Linked DNA regions of Mus musculus: region 1 is linked to region 2. The links are chromatin contacts, called in public HiChIP or PLAC-seq maps. All regions are on one chromosome and are shown on one strand. Each heading gives the region's core, a stretch centred on a gene start, on an enhancer-like site or on the middle of the called end of the contact. The rest is flanking DNA. Distances are from core to core; before and after follow the strand shown. Region 1 overlaps Pkp2 (plakophilin 2). Region 2 overlaps Spidr (scaffolding protein involved in DNA repair).

Evidence for each region. HiChIP or PLAC-seq counts read pairs in DNA pulled down with a chosen protein or histone mark.
Region 1: a contact with region 2 is called in a CTCF HiChIP or PLAC-seq map of the NIH/3T3 cell line, with 7 read pairs. The contact joins two enhancer-like sites. A contact is called at or near these places in 1 of 39 promoter capture datasets (hippocampal neurons), 1 of 15 datasets of contacts at CTCF or cohesin (the NIH/3T3 cell line) and 2 of 115 datasets of contacts at active chromatin or transcription factors (embryonic stem cells and pancreatic cancer cells).

What each region holds. Positions count from the first base shown.
Region 1 is chr16:16,222,348-16,226,161 of GRCm38.p6, reverse strand. Pkp2 (plakophilin 2) reads right to left here. Exons shown (of 13, transcript NM_026163.2): 2 at 749-861; 3 at 1-442. Among named protein-coding and RNA genes, the nearest start is that of Pkp2, 11 kb to the right of the region's middle. Within about 2 kb of position 1,356, at least 176 of the 459 cell types and tissues checked have an H3K27ac peak or open chromatin away from gene starts, as enhancers often do. A contact at or near this core is called in the NIH/3T3 cell line, embryonic stem cells and pancreatic cancer cells, where this site is marked.
Region 2 is chr16:15,957,449-15,960,879 of GRCm38.p6, reverse strand. All of the region lies in intron 10 of Spidr (scaffolding protein involved in DNA repair), which reads left to right. Among named protein-coding and RNA genes, the nearest start is that of Cebpd, 72 kb to the right of the region's middle. Within about 2 kb of position 2,124, at least 100 of the 459 cell types and tissues checked have an H3K27ac peak or open chromatin away from gene starts, as enhancers often do. A contact at or near this core is called in the NIH/3T3 cell line, embryonic stem cells and pancreatic cancer cells, where this site is marked.

The DNA.
Region 1 (3,814 bases), core at 107-2,606, 270 kb before region 2:
AGGAGCGGGCGGTTCTGCTCTGCGTGCTTTGAAGCCGAGCCTGGCTCACGCGCACAGTGGTCTCTTCCAACAAGCTGCCCGCACTGTGGCTGGTGCCAGGAGGGTGGGTGGGCATTGTGGGCTTGAGTGGGCCATTGTCGAAGACAGCATCGCTGAATGACCCGCACCCAGGTGGCCTGCGGGCTGTGCCAGCCTGGCGTAGGCCCAGGATCTCTGAGCGAGCATAGCGTGGCAGGGTGAGGCGCCCACCAGGCACCACGTGGCTCCGCCAGGCATACTGGTATTCGCTGTGCCCATAGTGGGCTCTCTCCGGGCTGCTATCTGGGGAAATCTCAAGTCTCCTCAGAGGCTGCCTCCAGGATCTCTCCTCCACTGACTTCTGGGAACTGTACTGTGCTGCTGCTCTCCCCCAGCGACTTCCATAAGTGGCAGTCATTCCAGCCTGTATGAGAGAAATGAAATTTAAATGAAGCATATTGACCTGACCGACTTTGGGATTACAATCTAACATGTCCATTTCTTTGAATAAAATGGAAGTCAGTACCCTTGTGTTACCCTGAGTCATAGTTATTTGTATTAGAATTTAATATTGTTCAAACTTTTAAAGTCCCAGTTTTCCATATTGTTTACACAAATATTCTTAAAAACTGGGAAAGGAGACCACTTGAGACAGATTACTCCCTTCTCGAAAAGTCTGAAATTGTTTTCCTGATAATCTGGTCACGGATTATGTTCTCTGATGTCCCACCTTAAGCATGTCATAGTCCCTAGTGACAGGTGACTGCCGTCCAACAAAGTCATTCTCAACCACGTGTAGCTTGTAGACATACTCAGGGACACTGCTGGTTCGGTGAAGGTTCCCTGAAATTAAGAAAACATTAAAGTAATTTAGAATACAAACGTGCCAATCTACACTGATCAGATGCATGACAAACACTGAAGTTTATATCTAAGTGTTTGGAAATGCTGGTTGAAAGCTGTCATTTAGAAAAGACAAATGATCAGAGGTTATCAAAACATTTACTGGGTGTTTCCAAGTGCCAGTAGTGTATGCCAGTAATCTCTCTTTCTGAGTTGCAGGTAGCCTGAATGAAATCAAGCGAGTTACAAAAACCAACCAAACCAAAAAGAAAACAAAACCCCAAACCAAACAAAACAAGAAAACAATGGAAAGTACAAAACCAGCAATGGCGAGAAGCCTTTAGGAAAGCCCAATGCTGCCGCTGAGCTGACCAGTGCTGGGGCTCACTGGCTTGGTTCAGTCCCAGGAAGTTCTGATTCAGGTCAGAGGTAGGTTGTGTTCCCAGGGTAGGAGCTCTGGAATTTTTTGCTGTTCAGAAGTCCAAGGGAATGAAAACATTCAAACGCTACTAGATAAGGGAGCTTGTGTAAACCAGAGGGTGGGGCCAGTGTAGTCACAGACACCGAGCAATCTAAAGCAAGGCTACGGTGTTGGCATTGTGAGTTTGTAGCTAAGAAATTAACGGCTCTTCTATGATGACTGTGCCTGTGAAGTCAGGACCCAGCTGACTATTTCACAAACACTTCAGGGGAAAGCCAGGCCTTGCTCAGTGAAGCATGCTCTCATCCACTTGATTACTCATCTCTGAGGAATGTGGGCTGGAAGGCAGGGCTGGCCCTCTCCTGTCTCTTTAGCCTTCTCCCCGCATCTGATTTCTAATCTCTTAAATGGAAAAAAGACTTCTAAAGCCTAGATAATGTCTTTTTCTATTTTCTTATTTTTGTCCGGCAGTGTTTCTCTTACACATGTGAGGAAGAAAGACACTCAACAATCCTAAGAGCCTCAATAGAGCTGCTGAGAACAGCAGAACACAGTCCCCTCACTATGATGGAACTCTTTCTAACAAAGTGTCTAAATGTTTACATTTCAAGAGAGTAATAATTATTCACAAATTACTTGGAGGGAGAATGAAGACTGTTGTTACCAGAAAGCTAAACAGTTTGAATCCATTTGGATTATGCTTGCACATGTGTCCCTATTTCCTGATGCCAATCAAGCCTTTTTGTCTGGTTGTCTTAGAGAGGCACCCACACACAGGCTTGTACCTGTCGTATTGAAGGCACTGAAAGCATGGTTAGCCAGAAAGTCCTGATTCTAGAATTCATGAGGCCTGGAAAGGGAGAGGGGTTTCTGACTCGGGAATTCATTAAAGCCTCTTGCCACTGAGGAAGGAAGAAACCAGTACAACTAGCAGTTCAATGAAAGACTCTCTCTTCTCAGCTATCATCTTACAGTTCCCTGGAAATCTCAGCAGAAACTCCATTGGTGGGAGACAGACACCACGTCCATGTATTAAACGCCATGTGCAGCCCTGCTGGCTTCCGGCTTTACATTATCAGATCGTAATTCTGTCAAAAGAATCTCCAGAGCCACTTATATCATTTAGTTATGGGGGGGGGGGGTCCCTCTGCAACTTTGTGAGATTATGCCTTCAGAGAGCCACTAGGATGGCACAGGTGGCTAATGCTATAAAACCACCACGACTTTCCCTTGAAGGGCCTGTACCCACACTTAGGTGTATCTCACTTCCCATCTCTGCGCTCTAAGGTGTTACTTCCATGTGAGCACCTTGCTTTCTTTCTTAACCTTAATTCTCAGGCTAATATTAAACTATTTTTAAAATTAAAATCTTTAACTCTATTTCACATCCACTATGTCAAAATTTCTGTTTTGCATTCAAGCTACAAAATGCTAGTGTGCCTTGTATTGAGGTCCCTAAATGATTAAGGGAACTTCTCAGGCTGCTGTCTCAGTGCCCTTACTACTGAATGAGGGAAAGGAATTCCTTCAATTTAGGAGAGGTCTTAAGGGCATGGCTCCTCGGCTAGCTGTTTCCCCTTACTTCCTGGTCCATTCCACAGCGCAGACAACCAGGAGAGGGTGTAAAGCTTATGCTGGCATAGGGCTAGAAATTAGCAGTATAGACACAGGGCAACACAAAAGGCTTTGAGCCTTAAGGATCTGGGGGAGGTAAAATGAAAAGCTTATATTCCTCCTATCTCCAAAGAAACAGAAACTTCCTAGAGTCTGCATAGGCAAATAAGTGTTAAATAGCTGATGAATAAGAAACCAGATGTTTTACTTACTGATCTATTGGTGATGAGACTGACACCATGTCCAAGACAGCTTATAGGAAAAAAAGCATTTAATTGGAGGCTTTCTTACAGTGTCAGAGGGTGGGTCCATGGTCATCATGGCAAGAAGCATGCTGACAGGCAGGCAGGCATGCACTGTTGCAGCAGCTAAGGTTACATCGTACCCATATGATAGAAGCAGAGAGAAAGGAGAGACTGGCCCACCTCTAAGGATATACCTCCTCCAACAGGCCACACCTCCTAACCCTTCCCCCAAACACTACCAACAACTGGGGACTAAGTGTTCAATTATGAGCCCCTGGGGGCCACTCTCATTCAAACAACCACATCAGATTTACTGTTCATTTTGTTTTCCAAAGCAATTTAAAGATGATTACAGTGAATAGGCTACTGTGGAGGCTGAGGTGGGAGGAACATTTGAACTAATGACTTCAAGAAAGACAGAATATGAGACCGCTTTAAAACAACAACATCCCAATAAAAATGACAAAAACTATAGTGTATTCATTTGATCTTTAAGCAATGGTCTAAAATCTGACAGCTGCCTAATGTCATCACTGTTTCTATCTGCCGCCCCCATCACCCAAAGTAGTTTTGTGGTGCTTTTTGTAACCATGGCTATGAAGATTCACTTGGAATCTTAGCTGTCTGATTGTTGTGGTTATAGCTTTCTTAAGACTCCAGAGAGAGATGGTGT
Region 2 (3,431 bases), core at 875-3,374:
CATTCCCTATGGGCCTATGAGAGGCATTATTATTGAAATGACCACATAGGCCTTCAGATGACTAGTTAAAGAATAAACCAGAATAAGGCAAAGGCTACTTACTTCTAACCACTAACTGTGTCTCTCCATCAGTATTATGGCCTCTCAGTGCCCTAGATGGGTATAAATCGGAAAAGAAGACCCCATGGTAGAAGATTAAACCAGAGGATGGAAGTTAGGGTATGAGTCCTGGGTGGAGGGATGACTCAACAAGTCAGTGTCTGCCCTGCAAGTTAATGGCTCAGGCATTAAGCATGATCCCCTCAATGGGTACAGAGGAAAAAACCTTGTGCAGCTCACTGAATAACACCAGCTATTCAAAATGCCAGTGCACCTCCCTAGATTTTAAGTTGATATTTCAAACATATTAAAAGGTAAGATTAACTCTTTGATATGGAATAATTCATATACTCTCTTCATTTTAATCTTGACCTTGTTCAATAGATGTATTTAGTATAAGATAAAATAGAAAAAAGTTAGAAGATAAGTCAACAAGAAATTGTTTTCCTTAAGAATTTAGAGTCAGGTATGGTGGCATACTTCTCAATCCTAGTTCTTGAGAACATCAACGGGTCAAGGCCAGCCTGGGCTACATAGCTAGTGCCGATCTCAAAGCAACAAAAAAACATAAAAAGAATTTAAAATATGAGCTATGGCATTGCGAAAGCTCAGACTTAATGATTCTGTAGGTAAGCTCAAGAAATGACTTTCCCATGTTATGACACATGTGTGTACTCCTGTACCCTGGCAGCTGAAGCAGGATGATCAAAATTTTGAGGTCAACCTGTGCTGCCTGTGCTCTGTGTCAAAAAAATCTAACTGTGCTGCAGAGATGACACAGAGGTTAAGAGTATTTGCTGGCCGGGTGTGGTAGTGCACGCGTTTAATCCCAGCACTCGGGAGGCAGAGGCAGGCAGATTTCTGAGTTCGAGGCCAGCCTGGTTTACAAAGTGAGTTCCAGGACAGCCAGGGCTATACAGAGAAACCCTGTCTCGGAAAAAACAAACAAACAAACAAACAAACAAAAAAACAAGAGTATTTGCTGCTTTTCCAAGGGACCCAGTTTCAATTTCCATTACCATGGCTTCTCACAATGGTCTATAACTCCAGTTCCATGGTAGCTGACGCCCTCATTTGGCCTATATGGGCACCATGTGCATACACATGATGATCAGACATAGATTCAGGCAAACTACCCATACACTTACTTGATTATTTTTTTAAATTAGAGAACCTGGGAGCTAGGGAGCTAGCTCAGCTGGTAAAGTGTACAAGCATTAGAACCTGAGATTATTCCCCAGCACCCACTCAAAACTAGCATGATGAGGTGCTCCTGTCTTATCAACACTGGGGGGAGATGGAGACAAAAAGAACCCCGAGGTTCCATAGTCAGCCAGTCTAGCCTGCTAGCAAAGCCCCATGCCCCAGCTATAGACTCCATCTTAAAATACAAGGCGAGTCCTGTAGAATGAGAATGGAGAGTAACTGCTTACCTATATACACGTGCATTTCATATGTGTTTGTGTGTACACAAACATACACATATAAGGAAGAATGAGCGTTGGGGTACATGTCTATAACCTCAACATTCAGAAGGCAGAGACTGAAAGAACAGTCGTTCAAGATCATCCTCTGCTGTACAGCCAGCCCAGGATACATGAGACTTTCTCCAAAGAAAGAAGAGAGGTGAGGGGAAGGGCGGGGGGACAAATTACTGAGGGTCTTCTCCCCTTGCTTTAGAAATTGTTCTGTCTCTTGTTTGTTGCAGAACAAGATCTTCCAGGAAAAAAAAAAAGGTACTCATATTAGCAGACTATGTTAAACTCTGCCCGACCACTGGTCCTTGGCACATTCCTTGCACATACTGTTCAGTAAACAACTTAAGGGAACCAGATCCAGCCAGATCATTCACTGAGAGCCTTTGGAAGGGCCTGTCTTAGTACAGCCTTGACGTGGAAGAAGTTGAGAAGTTAGCATTTGTGTTTTCATTAGTTCTTTTTAGAACAATGAACCAGCTGTAGCTGGTTAATAGAAGCCAGGCCTGCCTGTTAGTGTGCAGGTCTCTTACGCATGACAAAGGGCTTCTGACGGAAACAGGTTTTATTACTCATGAAGCCACTCATGCTGTTTACATAAAGCTACTTGTGCAGTCATGTGATGTGATTGAGAATGTCCGTGTTAATGCTCCCTGGATGCAGTCCCACTCCATACTGCAAAAACAAACAAAAGACTCCAAAATATAGATCACTTCCTATTAAACTAGTCATCCTTGGATGGTGCATTCAAGCCAGCCAAATCCTAGCTACCAAGGATTTTTTTTTTCTTTTCGATGTTTTAAATTAGATGGAGAAAGTCATTATTGTTTCAAACACAACTAGGTATAATATTTGGGGGATAGAGAATAATTTAACCAACTATTTCTAGTTAAGTTAAACAGAATCATTCATATTACTGGGTAAACTGCCTGAAGGCAAATGTTAACTTTTTATATGAATCATTAATTTAGGATAAATTAATACCTTTCATTAGAATGTATTTTTCTTTCTAACAAAGTGAAAAACCTCTTAAATAAGGTTTATTAGGGGTGTGTGTGTGTGTGTGTGTGAGAGAGAGAGAGAGAGAGAGAGAGAGAGACTTGCTTAGAGATTTTAGTCAATTTTCTTAAATAGCCTGCTCTGTGAATCAGTCTCATTATTCACAAAGAGAGCTTAGGCCTTTGAAAAATGCTTAATGAGTAATTTGTGAAAATAGAAGGACTGGCATTCTTTCTATGTGTAAAGAGAATCAGCCAGTTCAGCTGTTTAAGGACATTTTCACTTTTCTGACATTTTCTTCCCATTCATGAACAGTATAAATGATTTAGTAATTCATATGTTAGGGTAAAGTGAGTCCCCTGCAATTACTATCACCATCCCACAGAAGAAGTTCATAGTTAATGAGGTAAAGATGAACTGGCTAAACTACTCAAGATCTTGATTTTTTTTTTTCAAATATAACATGGGCAAACACATTGGCAGGCCATGCCAGTTTCTCTATTCCCAACAACCATCTAAAGCAGGCAGAGAATACATAAATAGATGATAGTGCTGTGGGCCAGTAGATGTTCACCTACAAAAATCGTGAAGTGAGCATTTGGTCCACAGCTTCTGATCTGCTTAGGTAGGGAGATGTCTTGATGTCTAGATTTTTCTTTGCGCTGCCAATAAGGACAGGGAATTTTCAACCTCTGTTGTAGGTTCAGCTCTAACCTCACACATTGTACATCAAAACAGTGATGGAAGGTGTAAGTATGGGCTTTGTTTTGTTTTTAACTACCTTCAAAAAATAAAATTGCAGTGGTACATTATATATTAATATGTAATAAGCATATGTTAGTAAATATAATATATTAA